Linked DNA regions of Gossypium arboreum: region 2 is linked to region 1. A link is a contact called in public Hi-C data. All regions are on one chromosome and are shown on one strand. Each heading gives the region's core, a stretch centred on a gene start, on an enhancer-like site or on the middle of the called end of the contact. The rest is flanking DNA. Distances are from core to core; before and after follow the strand shown.

Region 1 (7,276 bases), core at 1,454-3,953:
ATCATGTAATGTTACCTGTGATGTCTAAACTGGAATGAAACGAGTGCCAAAATGATTGAAATAAATAAAATTCAACTAGGAATTTTATCAATGGCCACTAAGTGCACCACAGATTAAAGCAATAAACACAACTTTCTCTAACATAATTGTGAGAAACCACAAGAAAGCAACATAAATAACTCATCACATGGCAACTCTTCACTTGGCATTTCTATTTACTTTGAGATACGGCAAGGCGCCAATCACGTTATCATAGTCACTCCGACTAACATCGTGCTGCAGACGGAAATTGACACAAATACACCATAAGCAACGTTCAAACTTATGCATCAAATAAAAGAATTTCATTTGAGATTATATCAGCAACTTGAACAGTCTGTTTGACCAAATATTGGTAATGGATCAATTTCTATTATATTCCAAGCAGCTTGATTAAAAGAAACACCAAATGGAAAATTCATGACCCTAAACTGGGCATCTGAAGTAAGCCTCTAGGTTTAAGAAATTCTCAATATTAGTCAAATAAATTTTCAATATATTTCAGTATGACCTGATTTTGTTCATATGTTGAGGTTTGTTTATGCTCAGAGAAGAAAGAAAGAGAGATTTAATTTACAATATCTTACAAGATCTGCAACCTAGATGTTTTTATCTGAGTTACAGTGGAAATACAAACAGATCATGCCTGAAGCTATGAACTATTAAACTAAGCATTTAGACAGAACAAAGCTCTCGTCATGATAATGATAGATATTAGCTGTACTCAATTTGCATTTTTTATGAATAGTCTAAGTTTGTTTAACATGAACGCTTTCCAGTTTCTTCCTCTCATCCACCACGCGTACCATACAATGGGTAAGATAACGACACTATGATTTCACCAAGAAATACAGTAACTGAAAATAGAAAAATTCGATTTAAGATATTTGGTTCAACATCTCCAACTCTAATCTTTATATGACTTCCTACGAAGAAAAAACAAATCATGGTATCAACTGATAGCAACTGAGCATTTAAGCAAGCCTTTTCACTTCTGGTGGTGCAGCATGTTACTTTCAAATACCCTTTGATAAATTATATACCACTTTTTCACTCTGCCAACTTATCAGAAAAACAAGTTTAATCTGCATTGAATCCTACCATACTCACCAAACTAAGGTAACAAAAAAAAAATCATGATTCCACCCATCAAAACCTCCTAAAGACCAACCTGACTTTGCTATACCCCAACAAGAACATAGGCTCATTATTTCTAATATAGATTTTCTCTAAGAGACATTTGACTCTTTTCTTGATACGAGATGAAAAATGGACCTAGGATGGCAGACAGCATATAGCCTAAATGGGGTAGCAATTAAAATAACTATTCCTTCAGGAATATTTGCTCTCTCTGGATAACTTAGAAACTAAAAGAAAGTAATTTGAAGCCTGTCTGATTGAAAATCTTGAAATGCCAAGGCAGAGCTCATCTACATATCCAAACCACACTGGTAAACTGTATTAGAGCCAAGAGACAGAATAGCAGGACTAAATTCCTATTCAAGTTGGGGAAACCAGAAGAAGGGGAAGATCCACCAAAACTTGGGAGATTTTTTTTTTTTAGAAAAAAGTGAGCCTCATTCTAAGACTTTCAAAAGTAAAAACAATAATTATTCAGTTTCCTTAACGAATTTTCTCATTGCAATGTCTTATTTGCTTTCTTACATCCCACCAACCACTCCTTGCAGTTTAAGTTTTATTTGTTTGACACAAGATAACAGTCATGATAAGGAGCTTGGAATTAAGAAATTAAAAGTATAAGCTACAAATCCATATCCCACAGTTGCTTATCCCTTCTATGCAAGAACCAAAACGCAGCATTAATTTGGAGGAATTAGCAGTCAGGCTATCTAAAAGATAAAAGGATTTTAATAATTATTAATAATAATAACAAAGTAGAATCTGAGGCGAAAAGGGGAAAAAAGACTGACCATTTTGGAGAGGCGCAATTTACGCTTGGTGTTCTTCTTAGCCAACAAATGCTGCTTCCCAGCTCTCCTTCTTACTATTTTCCCTCGTCCTGTCACCCGGAATCGCTTTGCTGAAGCCTAATAAACCATATATATGACAACATGGTATCCATTAGAAAAGCAAAGCAAATAACTAAATCTATTCATAAAATTTTTTAAATTTGCTGAATTCTAAAAATGTGGATTCTTTTGGCACAAGTTTTCCTGGATATGGCAACCAAATTCACTGGAAGCAAAGAGAAGAAAGAGAGAAGTACCTTGTGGGTTTTCATTTTGTAGCCTTTAGCCGCAAAGACAGTGGGGGATTGGAGTGTTTGGGGGGCAGGGGCGAAAGCGGGAAGGGCCTGGGAAGCAAAGGAAGGGAAAGCAGAGATGGTTTGAGAGGAACTGAGTTTCAAGGCTTTGCCCACCTTGTTGAATTGGAGGAGTTGGAGCGAGCCACGAGGGAGTCGAGTGGATGAGAAGGGATGGGGATGGGGATGGGGATGAGGATGGGGAATGGGTAAAGTAAGAGAAAGAGTGGTTAAATTGAGAGAAGAAGCCATTGAGGAAGAATGAAATGAATGTGTTGAAGCTAAGGATGTTATTATTGTATGTGGGAAAGTAGTAGCTTAGGATAGAACCGCAGAAAACTGCCGTCTCAGACGTTGCGTCCTCATGGATTGCCATGCTGCTGCGGAATATTCGCCATTTGTTTGTGGCCTTAGTTCTTTTGAATTTATTTCCTAATATGTAATATGAAAATTTGGTTAACAGCTTGGGTACATTTTGATTAACAGCTAATTAAGCATGTTTAGAAAAAAGAAATCATGATAATACAAATAAAATGAATTAATGACCAATATCAACCACCAATCTCAAATAAATCTATTTTCTTACTTCATCACTTCAAACAATCAATACAAACTTTTATATTCCTCTATACTTTCAATTAAAGTTCTAAATTTGGAAATGGAAACAAAGAAAAGATGTTTTTTTTTGTTAATATATAATTTATGCTCTAAATTTGCTCAAAAATATTTAATTGGTATCTAAATTTTTTGAGTTTAGTTGATACTTGAACTTGCTTTTTATCACCCATATTAATATCTCTACACTAACACTATTAATTTATACTAATATAGTACTGATGTTCAATCCAATGGTGAATGGTGACAGCCTCAGTATACCATGTATTGAAAAAATAAAAAAATAAAACTTTAAAAATATATTAATTAATGAAAAGTATATTTTTTTATATCAATGATGAACATGAATAAATTGTTGTCCTGACACATTTGAATTTGGACAACCATATATTTAAATTCATTTTAGATGTATTTTAATAAGTTTATACGTTTTTATTTATAAAATAACAAGTTATTTATATTATTATAAAATTAAATATATATAATTTTAAAAAATAAAAATATAAAACAAAGTTTTTACTTCTACAAGGTTGTCTAAATTCAAATGCATTTGATGTTTTCTTATTTATTGTGATGTATTCATTTATGGCGACTTATTTATCCTTCATTTGTAAACTTTTTTAGTGCATTTTATTTGTAAACTTTATAATTATCTTTTTATCTAATATTTATATTATATATAAATAGGTAATGTATAAAAATCGTCACTTAACTATTAAGTTTGCTCTATATTTAATTTTGTAATGTTTTTAAATTTTATCAATTTGATTTTAAATTTAAAAATTTATCAAATTTAGCCTTTAATATTACAAAATTTATCATTTTAGTCATAATTATTAAAAATATTTTAAAATTTTAAAACTTTGAAAAGTAAATATAAAAATATTTTTAAAATTTTTGTACTCAAAATGACTTTTAATAATATCTTTCACATTGTTCTTTGGCTCATTCAATTAATGTAGTTGGAATTATTAAATGTCATGGCCTTGATATCAATCTCTCTATAGTGCTTGAACTATAAATGATTAAGGCATGAAAACACTAAAGCCTGAAACTAGTACTATTTTTTCTCAAAAATAATGTTGTCAGAGTTGATATCTTCAATCCCACCATTTTTCTCGATTTATAAATTTGTTAATTTTAAACTTCTGTCTAAGTTTAATTAGGCATTTTAATTAACTGTTTTGAATTTATAATATCTTAGGGTGTAAAAACTTAAGTTCACTTTGATTTTTTTCATTAACATTTTTTTTAGCCATGTTTCACCTATTTTTTAATATGTCAGACGGCACTCGAAGAGACGACTCTACTGCCTGTGTATGGAATAATAAATTCAAGCCAAAGAGACAGTCCTTATATTAATTATTAATGTCTATTTAATTTTAAATTCAAATTTTTTTTTTTTAGTTTGAGATCGGATCTATCTTGAGCTCAGGATTGAATCAATTTTAAACTTACCTCATTACAGGTTTGAGGTCAAATTTGTATCAAGATTGAATTATTTGGGATTGAATTAACTTAGACTCATATATTTTTGGACACAAACTTTTTCAAGTTCAAATTTTCTCAAAATCGAATCATTACCATCTTTGCTTGTTGTACTGTTTTTGGCCTAAGTTTTCTCAAAAAATAATTTTTGATAAGTTATAAGTCAGCACAAGGTAAATTTAATTTTAAGGAGTAACATAAGACAACATCATTTCTGTTTTTAGCTTTTCCATCTATAAAAGTGTATAACTTAGCCTAAAAGCTATGGATGGAAAATCAATGGGCAATCAAATATAATTTTGGAGGTCACCAATTGCAGTTTGTTAAGGAAAATGTTGTTGGAAGTGATAGAATTTAATAAGCCAAAAACTGGGAGAACTAGGAAATCCCCCTGATCATCAAAACATTGTTTACCTAACAGTAGAATGCTAATACGCACAGGTTGCAGATTCCCGACGAAAATCCATAATCACAAGGGTAGCAACACAATGAGCAAGTGCCGCGAGAACAACAAACACATGAAAGATCTGGTGGCTGTGCCCTGCAATATCAAATGCACCAGGCTTCCACCGCTCCGGTATTCTGCTGGTATAAACCGCAGCGCCTGCAGCGTATAGGAACGCCATCACGAGCTCATAACCGAGAGATACAAATATATGCGGATGGCCCCAGTGCAAAGAAACTGCATGTGCTGCTGGGATCACCCCTGAGAAGCCCATTGCAAGGAACAAGGAAGCTCGAAAAGATCGGAAACGGGATGCTGAGAGAGTTGGTGATAACAGAGTGATGATGGCAAGGACTCCGAGCACCGATATGGAAGTAAGATAGAAAAAGCATGAATACGGATGGCAGAAGAAAGCGTAGTACACGGGAGCAAAGAAGGAGCAGACTATCATGAGAGAGATGCCTGCATAGTCTAGGCGCCAGAAGAAGAGGCTAAAGCGTCTGGAGTGGCAAGCAAAGAGGTGTGAGACCGAGCTGCAAACCAAGCACCCCATTGCACCAGACAAGAAAACAAACCAGGGCCACTTTGGAATTGCGTTATACCCGTCTTTCTTCAAGTCCAACTGAGGAATGTGCCTCAACTCTGAACCCTGCAAACCAAACATCAAATTCAAAGTCATACTGCATTTCAGTTCCTTCCCATGATTTACTGCTCCTACTAAAATGGAAGTGGGAAATGCACATTGAAGAAAACATTGAAATTTACAGTATTTGATGCAAAATTTCTCTGTTGACAGAGATCACATCATCTGAATTGTTAATTACATCCAAAGGCGGACAGTTTAAAAGCCCTGTAGGGCCTTGCCCCCTCAAAATTTTGGGAAATCATGATTTTTCTTCTTGAAATTTTTAGAAAATTTTCCGTAAACTTTTGAAAATTCTCATTTTATTTTAAAAATCTTAATTAAGCTCACTTAAAATATTTAAAAGTTCTCATTAATCTCAAAAAAAAATTAAAAATTCTAATTGAACGCCCCAATTTTTTCAAAAAGAAAACTCATTTTTTTAAAATTTTACTGAACCCCTCAAAAATTAGTCCCAATATCTGCCACTGATTACATATCAAAGGACAGCAGATATATATACCGAGGCCTAGGTTATTCGGGATATCAAGCATGTTAATATGCAGTCACAAATGACTGAATCACTTCACCAGTCACCATTACTTTTGATTTTTCAAAAGTTAGTTTGAGTATGAAATTATAAATCTATCGTTGGTTTATAAATTATAAATATGATTTATATATTAAATTTTATAAATAATTTGTATTAATTAATTACTTAAAAATATTTAAGATTTTATATTTTATATATCATAATATTAATAATGAGTTAATTAAAAAAGAGTTACTATAAATTTTTATTATATTTATTTTATAATTTAAATATTGTTTAATACAAAAAAATAGCATGACGTCATGATGATAATGAAGTCAATTATTTAATTACTTATAAATTTTTATTAATTTACAATAATTTTAGTTTTGTATGGTTTTAATATCTAAAATATGATTTATATATTCATTTTACAAACAATTTACAAGAGTCAATTTATAATTTATTTATTATAAATATTACTAAATTTAAATATCATCTAAATTAATTTATATTTACTTTATATAATCATATCTAAAATGAATATTTTAACTTTTAAATATTTTTATTACAACCCCATACACATGATCTTAAACCATATATTTTAACATCTTTGAAAAACAATGATAAAATAATATTTAATCCTCCAGCCAAAATGTTTCAAGCTTTGTGAGTCCTTGGCTTTCCAGCGTATTGATTAGAAGAAGATTATTTGGGATGTCAAATTACACATTTGACTATGATAGGATTTTCTTAATCCAGTTTAACTTTATTCAAATTATTATTTATTAAATAATTTTTTATTTAATTTTAATTATAAATATATTAATTTAAGATAATATTGGTTACAAATAAATTTTAACAAATATACTTTATTTAATTCTTTTAGTCCAATAATTATCATTTTGTTTTAAAATTTTAGGTTTGAAATATATATATATGATCGAGGCATCATATGAAATATATAATTTAGACAACTTAAAAGTGTTATTGATTTAGGTTCTGACGTATGTAATGAGATTTAATTGTAGGAATAATAATTTTTAGCCCTCCAACTTTATAAAAAAATTACTTTAGTCCTTCATTTTTTTTTCTTTTAACCTTTGAATTTGTTTTTTTTATTAAATCACTCCAAAATGGATGGAAAAATTAAAGTTTGTAACTTTGCTCATGTGAATTTCCATGTGGACGACATATCATTTAATTAATTTTAAAATTTAAAAATATTAAAATATTTTATTATAATTTTAATTATTTTTATTTTTTAAATAT
Region 2 (7,276 bases), core at 1,715-4,214, 170 kb before region 1:
AAAATAATAAAAGGTACCTCCCAGTGGCCGATTCGAAGAATGGAAGCTGGAAAATTTGAGGCTTTAAGCTTATCGGTAGCGGCAACAGCTTTACTCTCCTTTTTGACACCAGAGTTCAAGCTCTCAGCTTGGGCGGCTGAGCTACCGCTTTGGGATTGAGAGAGGCGCATTTGGATCAAATCCAAAAGTGAAGGACTCTTCCTTAGCTTCAAACCAAGTGGACTCGGCTCATCCAACGGGTTGTATTGCGCTGGCGGGATCGGGAAAGCATTGCCATCGGAGCTCCACTGACAAAATATATATACCCAGAAATGAAATCTTTCAGATTTCAAAGCTCTAAAATAAAAGCTCTTATTCTTATCTAAATACTTTAGATCTCTCTCCAAAATAGGGAGAGTTTTTGTTTATATATTTATTTCATAGGGAAAAAAAAAGGAAATTTGAAGGGAAAATAATACCTGTTGAAGATTTGGAGAAAGTTTGGATCGTTTATTAACAGGGCCATGTTCTTCCTCTAATGAATCCTCTACGATCTCCAATTTCACCGGCGCCTTGTCCCGGCACGCTTCGGGTTCCGCCGTAGGAGTTCCCGATCTCATCAACTGCACCATCCAATCTAAGCCAAATCCCTATTTTCCCAACACCAACCGAAAAAATGCCGGAAAACCTAGCTTTAAAGTTTTTTTTTTTTTTTTTACCTCTAATCAAAATTTAAGGAACGAGAGCAAATTTCGGAGATTCCGAAACCCTAGAAGTTACTTTGGAGAAATCTAATTAATGGAGTTAAAATGGGGGTAAGCGGATCCTTTTTGGCGGCGAGCACGTGCAAATCCCGCGTTGTTTGAGCCATCGCACGTGTAATAAAGTTCGCGATTACTTTAATACCCTTAGTTGTGGCAATTATTGGGGTTAGAGTTAAGGCTATTTTGGGTACTCTGGGAGAAAAGGGTAGCATGTGCTGGCAGACATGTAAACACATAAACGGATAATATGCGGGGCCCACAAAGTTAGGATTTCTTTTAAATGACGGCGGTGGTTTGGTGCTGTCTTACACGTGGCGTAAGATCCGACGGTAGCTTCTAGCATATTGCTTTCAAGGTTGACACGTATACTGTTCATTGGATGCCTAGTACAAAATGGTTAATACGACGTTGATTTGTTTTTCTTTAAGGGCCGTTTAAATATTTTATTTAATTCTTATTAAAAAGTAATGTAGTAAAAAAATAAATTTGAAAAACTAGGCTTACATTAAACAAAACAAAGAAATGAGGTCCACTACAAAAATAAACAAAAACCAAGCAAACACAAAATGAAAACCAAACAAATCAAATTCTAAGAAAGCTAAGTATATGGGCCACGTAGCAAATGAAAACTGAGGTGAGCAGATATCAAAAGTTGGATCGCAGCAGAAGCAGCTAGAAAACAAAACATCTAACAAGAAAAAAAAACCAGACAGGCTAGCACACAGACTTCAAGCACAAATAGAAATAGCGACCATCCAAACAAGGGCACAGAGACATCACCGGAGCGAAGAGAAATTCGTCGAAAACCAATATGAATCCTCAAGCGCTACCAAAAGAAACAACAGAAAACCTACGAAAAATGCTCCCCACTCCCTCTCCACTTCTCATTAAATGCATTACAAATCGGATAGATGATCACACTCCACCACCCGTTGTGTAAAATCGGAAACACCCCTGCACACATAAGAGCCCATCCCTGCTTTCAAGCCTTCTTTAGCCAACAAATCAGCCATAGTATTACCCGAGTGAAGGAAATGCCAAAAGTCACACCTGTAAAAATATCCTGCCCAATGTTTTATGTCTCGAATATAAGCGCCGATGACCGATAGATCAAGCTGGGAAGATTGGACCTTATGAATTACCATGAGGGAGTCACCTTCAACAATCACATCTGGGAAATCAAGAGCCAGGCCCAAGTGGACCGCATGAAGACAAGCAATGGCCTCAACTGCAAAAGCAGAAGGTATATGTTTACAAACCACCATGTGCAAAGCCAATATAGTCCAATGGTTATTTCTGATAACAACTCTAGTGCAGGATGTCCTGAAAGGGGAATGAAAAGCCGCATCAAAGTTGATTTTCAAACAGTATTCGTCCAAGGGTCACCACCGCTCATCCCTAATCGGGCGCCCAAGAAGCTTCACCTATGCCACATCCAATTCCGGAAGGTAAGTATCAACCTTTTGAATTAAAATATGCATTTGTATAATAACATTTTTGTAAACACGATGATTCCAAGCATTCTAGATAAACCATAAGGCACACACAACTTTCCTGAAAATTGTGATAGGGTAAACTTGAATAATGTAAAACAACCAATCTTGCAAGCATGCCTCCAAAAGCTCACTAGGCCAGGTTATGTATAGGTCCACCCAGATACCAGTAACGGAGGGACAGTCACAGAAGATGTGCTCCAAAGTTTCAATAGCCGCCAAGCACCAAAGCATAGTCGTCGGTTGTACAGATTAAAGAAACTAGGGATGATATTGCGAAATATATGCCATGTTGTAATTTTTATCTTAGAAGATAGTTGTAAATTCCATAATCTTGTAAAGAATGGCTTGTATATGTCATAGTCACTAGATGGGCTCGAGCGATGAAGTAAGCAATAGACACTATGAACCGAGTACTCCCCCGAAACTTCCTCCCCTCATACCAAAGTATCATCATGAGCCTCCCATGCGAGAAGAATACAGAGGACCTTCTCCACAGTAGCATTAACCAAAACAGTGGTAAGTAATGCCTCATTCCATTATCTAGTATCATGGTTAACAAGCTCAACAACTAGCATATCAGGTGAATTAATCCATTGAATCTATAAATTGTGACAAGGTAGGCCGTGGATCCATGCATCATCCCTGACTCAGATACGATAGCCTATACCCACACGTTAGCTCAGCCCAAAATTCAGCAAACCTTTAGCAACCCAAATGTTTTTCCAAAGGTAAGAAAGGTAAGATCCCAACTCAGAATTCATAAAATCACATTGCGAATAGTATTTATGCTTAAGAACACACGCAACCTATGAATTCAGATTACTAACTAAACGCCAACCTTTCTTAGCCAAGAGAACAACTTTAAATTGAGCTAATTGTTGGCAACCCATCCCACCCAAATCTTTTGAATCACACAAAGATGACCAATCACACCAATGGATGCCCCTACGTCCATCATATTTCTTCCACCAAAATCTACTTAGAATTCTCTCCAAGTCTAAGCAAAAAGAAACAGGTAATTAAAAACATAACATAGCAAAATTGGGAATAGCATACACGACATTCTTAATAAAGACCTCTGTTCCATCCTAAGAAAAAGATCATACACACAAATTTTTAATCTTATTGTGCAAGTGGTCTTTTAAATGCTAAAACACCCTCTTTTTATTCCTCCCTATGATAATTGAAAAACCCATATGCCTCTCAGGCTCAGTAGGAATACGGAGCCCCAAAAGAGGTCGCAATCCGCACTTCCTCAACATTAGAGCTAAAATAGATGACTGACTTGTCAAAATTCACACATTGACCAGAGGAACTCTCATAATCTTTCAAATTTTGTTTCAACACCGAAGGCCCTCCTTCGGTTGCCTCCTAAAAAAGGATGTAATCATCCGTAAATAATAGATGGGATATTGGAGGACCCCCGACTAATAGTGGCCTCCTTTACCAGATCATTTTGAAGTGTCGATCACATAAGGGAAGGCAATCCCTCACAACAGAGAAGAAATAAGAATGGGCTAAGAGTCTCACATTTAACACCCTTTACCCTTATTCGACACTAGAATAGGGTACGAGGCATTACCGGACTTGAACATAAACAAACATACAAAACCAAGACGAAAATTTTCATCCAAATTTAAAATTCTCATTTACATTCACATCGTCCCTAAAACGAACCTACGAGGCCCCCAACATGCATTGGAAGCGGTTTGAGACCAAATTGAAGACTTTGGAAATTTCACAACACTTAGATAAATTTTCTTATTTTAAGAGACATAGGCCCGTGTGGCTTGAGACACGCCCGTATGGGCAGGCTGTGTGGTCACACACGCCCGTGTCCTTAACCCGTGTAACTCTCTATTTGTCATCTAAGAACAAATAGAAGTCACACGGGCAAGGCACACGCCCGTGTGTTTAGGCTGTATGGGCGATTTAATTTTTATAATTTTTCATAAAATAGGTGTAGACTTCACACACCCAGGGCACAGCCCGTACCTGAGGCTGTGTCATCCACACAGCTGAGACACACGCCTGTGTGCTCATACTGAGCATTCTGTTTTGCAACAATTAATGTACAGGGGACACACGGCTGGATCACACGCCCATGGGGCGAGCCGTGTGTCACACATGGCTAGACACACACCCATGTGTCTACCCGTGTGGACAAGAATAAGGCTATTTTACAAGCCATATTGTCACCCTTCCATGCACAAATCTACACAACAAAACATAACACCATTCCAAGTATATACATTCAACCAAATCAGCAACAACCAACGCATCAATACCTCATTCACATACTATCATTTATCATACACAAACATCACATATATTTCAACTCAAATCATACAATTTTCTACATCCATGAAAGACATCATCATATGCATATATACTTAAATCAATATTAGCCAATTTCAATGGCCATTTACAAAATGAATTATCAACCATTATAAGCCAACACATTTGGCCAATCAATTATAACACAAAATAAAATGACCAAGTCCCTATACATGCCATAACTCAAAATGTTCAAATCATTGGTACCCAAAATAATAGGTTGATAGTGTGACTAGATCTCCGACAATCTCCGATCCCCGAGCTGGCTTGGTGACATTATAAGACAAGGGAAAAGAAACATGAGTAAACTTTAAAGCTTAGTAAGTTCCCATGTAAATAATAAGCATTATAAAATCACATTTAACATACAATTAACTTGAAGTAAATTAACATAAATGTCATTATAAATCTTACAATCCAACTTAATCACAACCTTACCAAGAGATTTATCACATATCAAGCTCATTAAGTATGAGTTTTATGTACATACTTGTACCAATTTACAACATACCATAGTCTTTCACAACTTTGACATTCTCGTTCAGTTCCCATTGAACCACTTGGAATACTAAGGATACTCGGGTATCTCACACACATAGTACCACACCAATGCCATATCCCAGATATGGTCTTACATAGGATCTCGTTTCGATGCTAATAGCCCAGCTATGGTCTTACACGAAATCTCATATCGATGCCACATCCCAAATATGATCTTACACGAAGTCTCATACTGATGCCATATCCCAGATATGGTCTTACACATAGTCTCAATAACCTTAATGTCATGACATTTGTATCCTATCTATTTCTAAGGTTCGATCGGGATTTCAAAATTGTCGTAACTTTGTCGAACACGCTCAATGATCAATCATAATTCATACAATAGTAAAACATACAAAACATATTTAAAACAATGTATTATTTACATAAGAACTTACCTCGGTACAAAAATAGTAGAAAAGGGACCAAATCATCAAATACTTTATTTTTCCCCCGATCTAGGTCCGAACATCATTTTTCTTAATCTATAATAGCAAGTTTAACTCATTTATTAATCACATCAGTCAATTCAGTCCAAAACTTACATTATGGAAAAAATTACATTTTTTCCCCTAAACTTTGACATGTTTACATTTTAGCCCCTAGGCTCCTAAATTGAAATGTATTCAATTTCTTTGTTACCCAAGCCTAGCTGAACCATATATATACTCATATTAGCCCAAAATTTTCATCAAATCACATCTTTACTACACATTTTATAACTTTTTACAAATAGGTCCTTTTATGTATTTCCATCAAAAATCACTTAGTAAAAGTTGTTTATTACATATCAAACTTTCATTTTCTACCAAAAAATATCAAAATACATGCATGTCATACATGGGTAAAATTTTAAACATGAACCCTACTTCAAAAAAATGGTAGAAATAGAAAGATCGGGTGAATACGACTTCAAAAACATAAAGAGCATTAAAAACGGGGCTAGGATGTACTCACAATCAAGCTTGAAAGATGAAAAAACCCTAGCTATGGTGTTCTTCCAAGTTTTGGCGAAGGTTGAAGAAAGATGAGCAAATTTTGGCTTTATTTTCCCTTTTTATCCTTTTATAAACCAAATGACCAACATACCCTTTTTCCAAATCACTAAAATTCTCTTACCCCATGTCTATTTTTGTCCACTAACTTAACAAATGGTCTGATTATCATATAAGAACCTCTAATTTAAAGTCCCATAGCATTTGGACACCTTTAACATGTAGAACTCAACTTTTGCACTTATTACAATTTAGTCCTTTTGACTAAATTGAGTACACAAACATCAAAATTTTCGAATTAAATCTTCACGAAATCATTCCATAAAACTATAAACCATGAAAATGTAATAAAAAAATTTTCTATGTTGGATTTGTGGTCCCGAAACCACTATTTTGACTAGGTCCAAAATCAGACTGTTACACACCCTATCGTAATCCTTCGGCCGAAGCAAAAGAATGACCCATATCACTATTCAAAAGCACCGAATAATAGAAGAAATTGACGCAATACATGATGAGATCTACCCAAGCTCATGAAAACCCCATAGCAACATCATTGCTTCCAAAAAATCCTATTCAACACGGTCGTAGGCTTTGCTCATATCTAGTTTTAAGGCAAAGTTGCCCTCTAGACCCATTTTCTATTGTTGAAGCTTATCAAGAATATCATAAGCCAAAATTATGTTATCTGTAATCAAACGACCAGGAGTAAAAGCGTTCTGTGCCTTCTCTACACACAAATGCAAAACAGCATGACATCTATTGACTACAGTCTCGGAAATAATTTTATAAAGGACGAAACGAAGGCTAATAGGGTGAAACTGAGTCATTTGCATGGGGTTCGTAGTTTTAAGAATAAGCACAATATTGGTTTTATTAATATCAGCAAGAGACGATTCACCATTCAAAATAGCAAAACAGTATGCACTAATGTCATGACCAAAAATATGCCAATACTTTTGATAGAATGGCACCGAAAGCCCATCAGGGCCCTAGTGTCATGGGTTGCGCATGGGAGCCCACAACCATGACACATCTGTCGATCCATCAAGAAGGAAGGAGGTCATTTGGCCCAATTGGACTGGCCCGTTGCTTGAAGAGATTGAAGGCCCATCTACAAGTTAGACAAATATGGAAACATGATCTTAAAAGATATGATTTT

What was found. A called contact is a pair of places that touch in the nucleus more often than the background predicts.
Region 2: a Hi-C map of leaf shows a contact between it and region 1, with 4 times the contacts expected there. The contact joins the promoter of LOC108479818 here to the promoter of LOC108480635 in region 1. A contact is called at or near these places in 2 of 5 Hi-C or Micro-C datasets (both in leaf).

What each region holds. Positions count from the first base shown.
Region 1 is chr8:91,568,570-91,575,845 of ASM2569848v2, reverse strand. LOC108480635 (50S ribosomal protein L35, chloroplastic-like) reads right to left here and starts at 2,703. Exons shown (of 3, transcript XM_017783686.2): 1 at 2,267-2,703; 2 at 1,971-2,087; 3 at 56-276. The coding sequence starts at 2,554. The coding sequence ends at 199. It overlaps LOC108480544 (heptahelical transmembrane protein 2-like), which reads right to left. Exons shown (of 4, transcript XM_017783580.2): 4 at 4,725-5,499. The coding sequence ends at 4,834.
Region 2 is chr8:91,736,431-91,743,706 of ASM2569848v2, reverse strand. LOC108479818 reads right to left here and starts at 2,964. Exons shown (of 6, transcript XM_017782626.2): 1 at 459-2,964; 2 at 18-287. The coding sequence starts at 611. LOC108479035 (a long non-coding RNA gene) reads left to right here and starts at 1,861. Exons shown (of 4, transcript XR_008287078.1): 1 at 1,861-1,986; 2 at 2,056-2,191; 3 at 2,390-2,755; 4 at 2,860-3,275.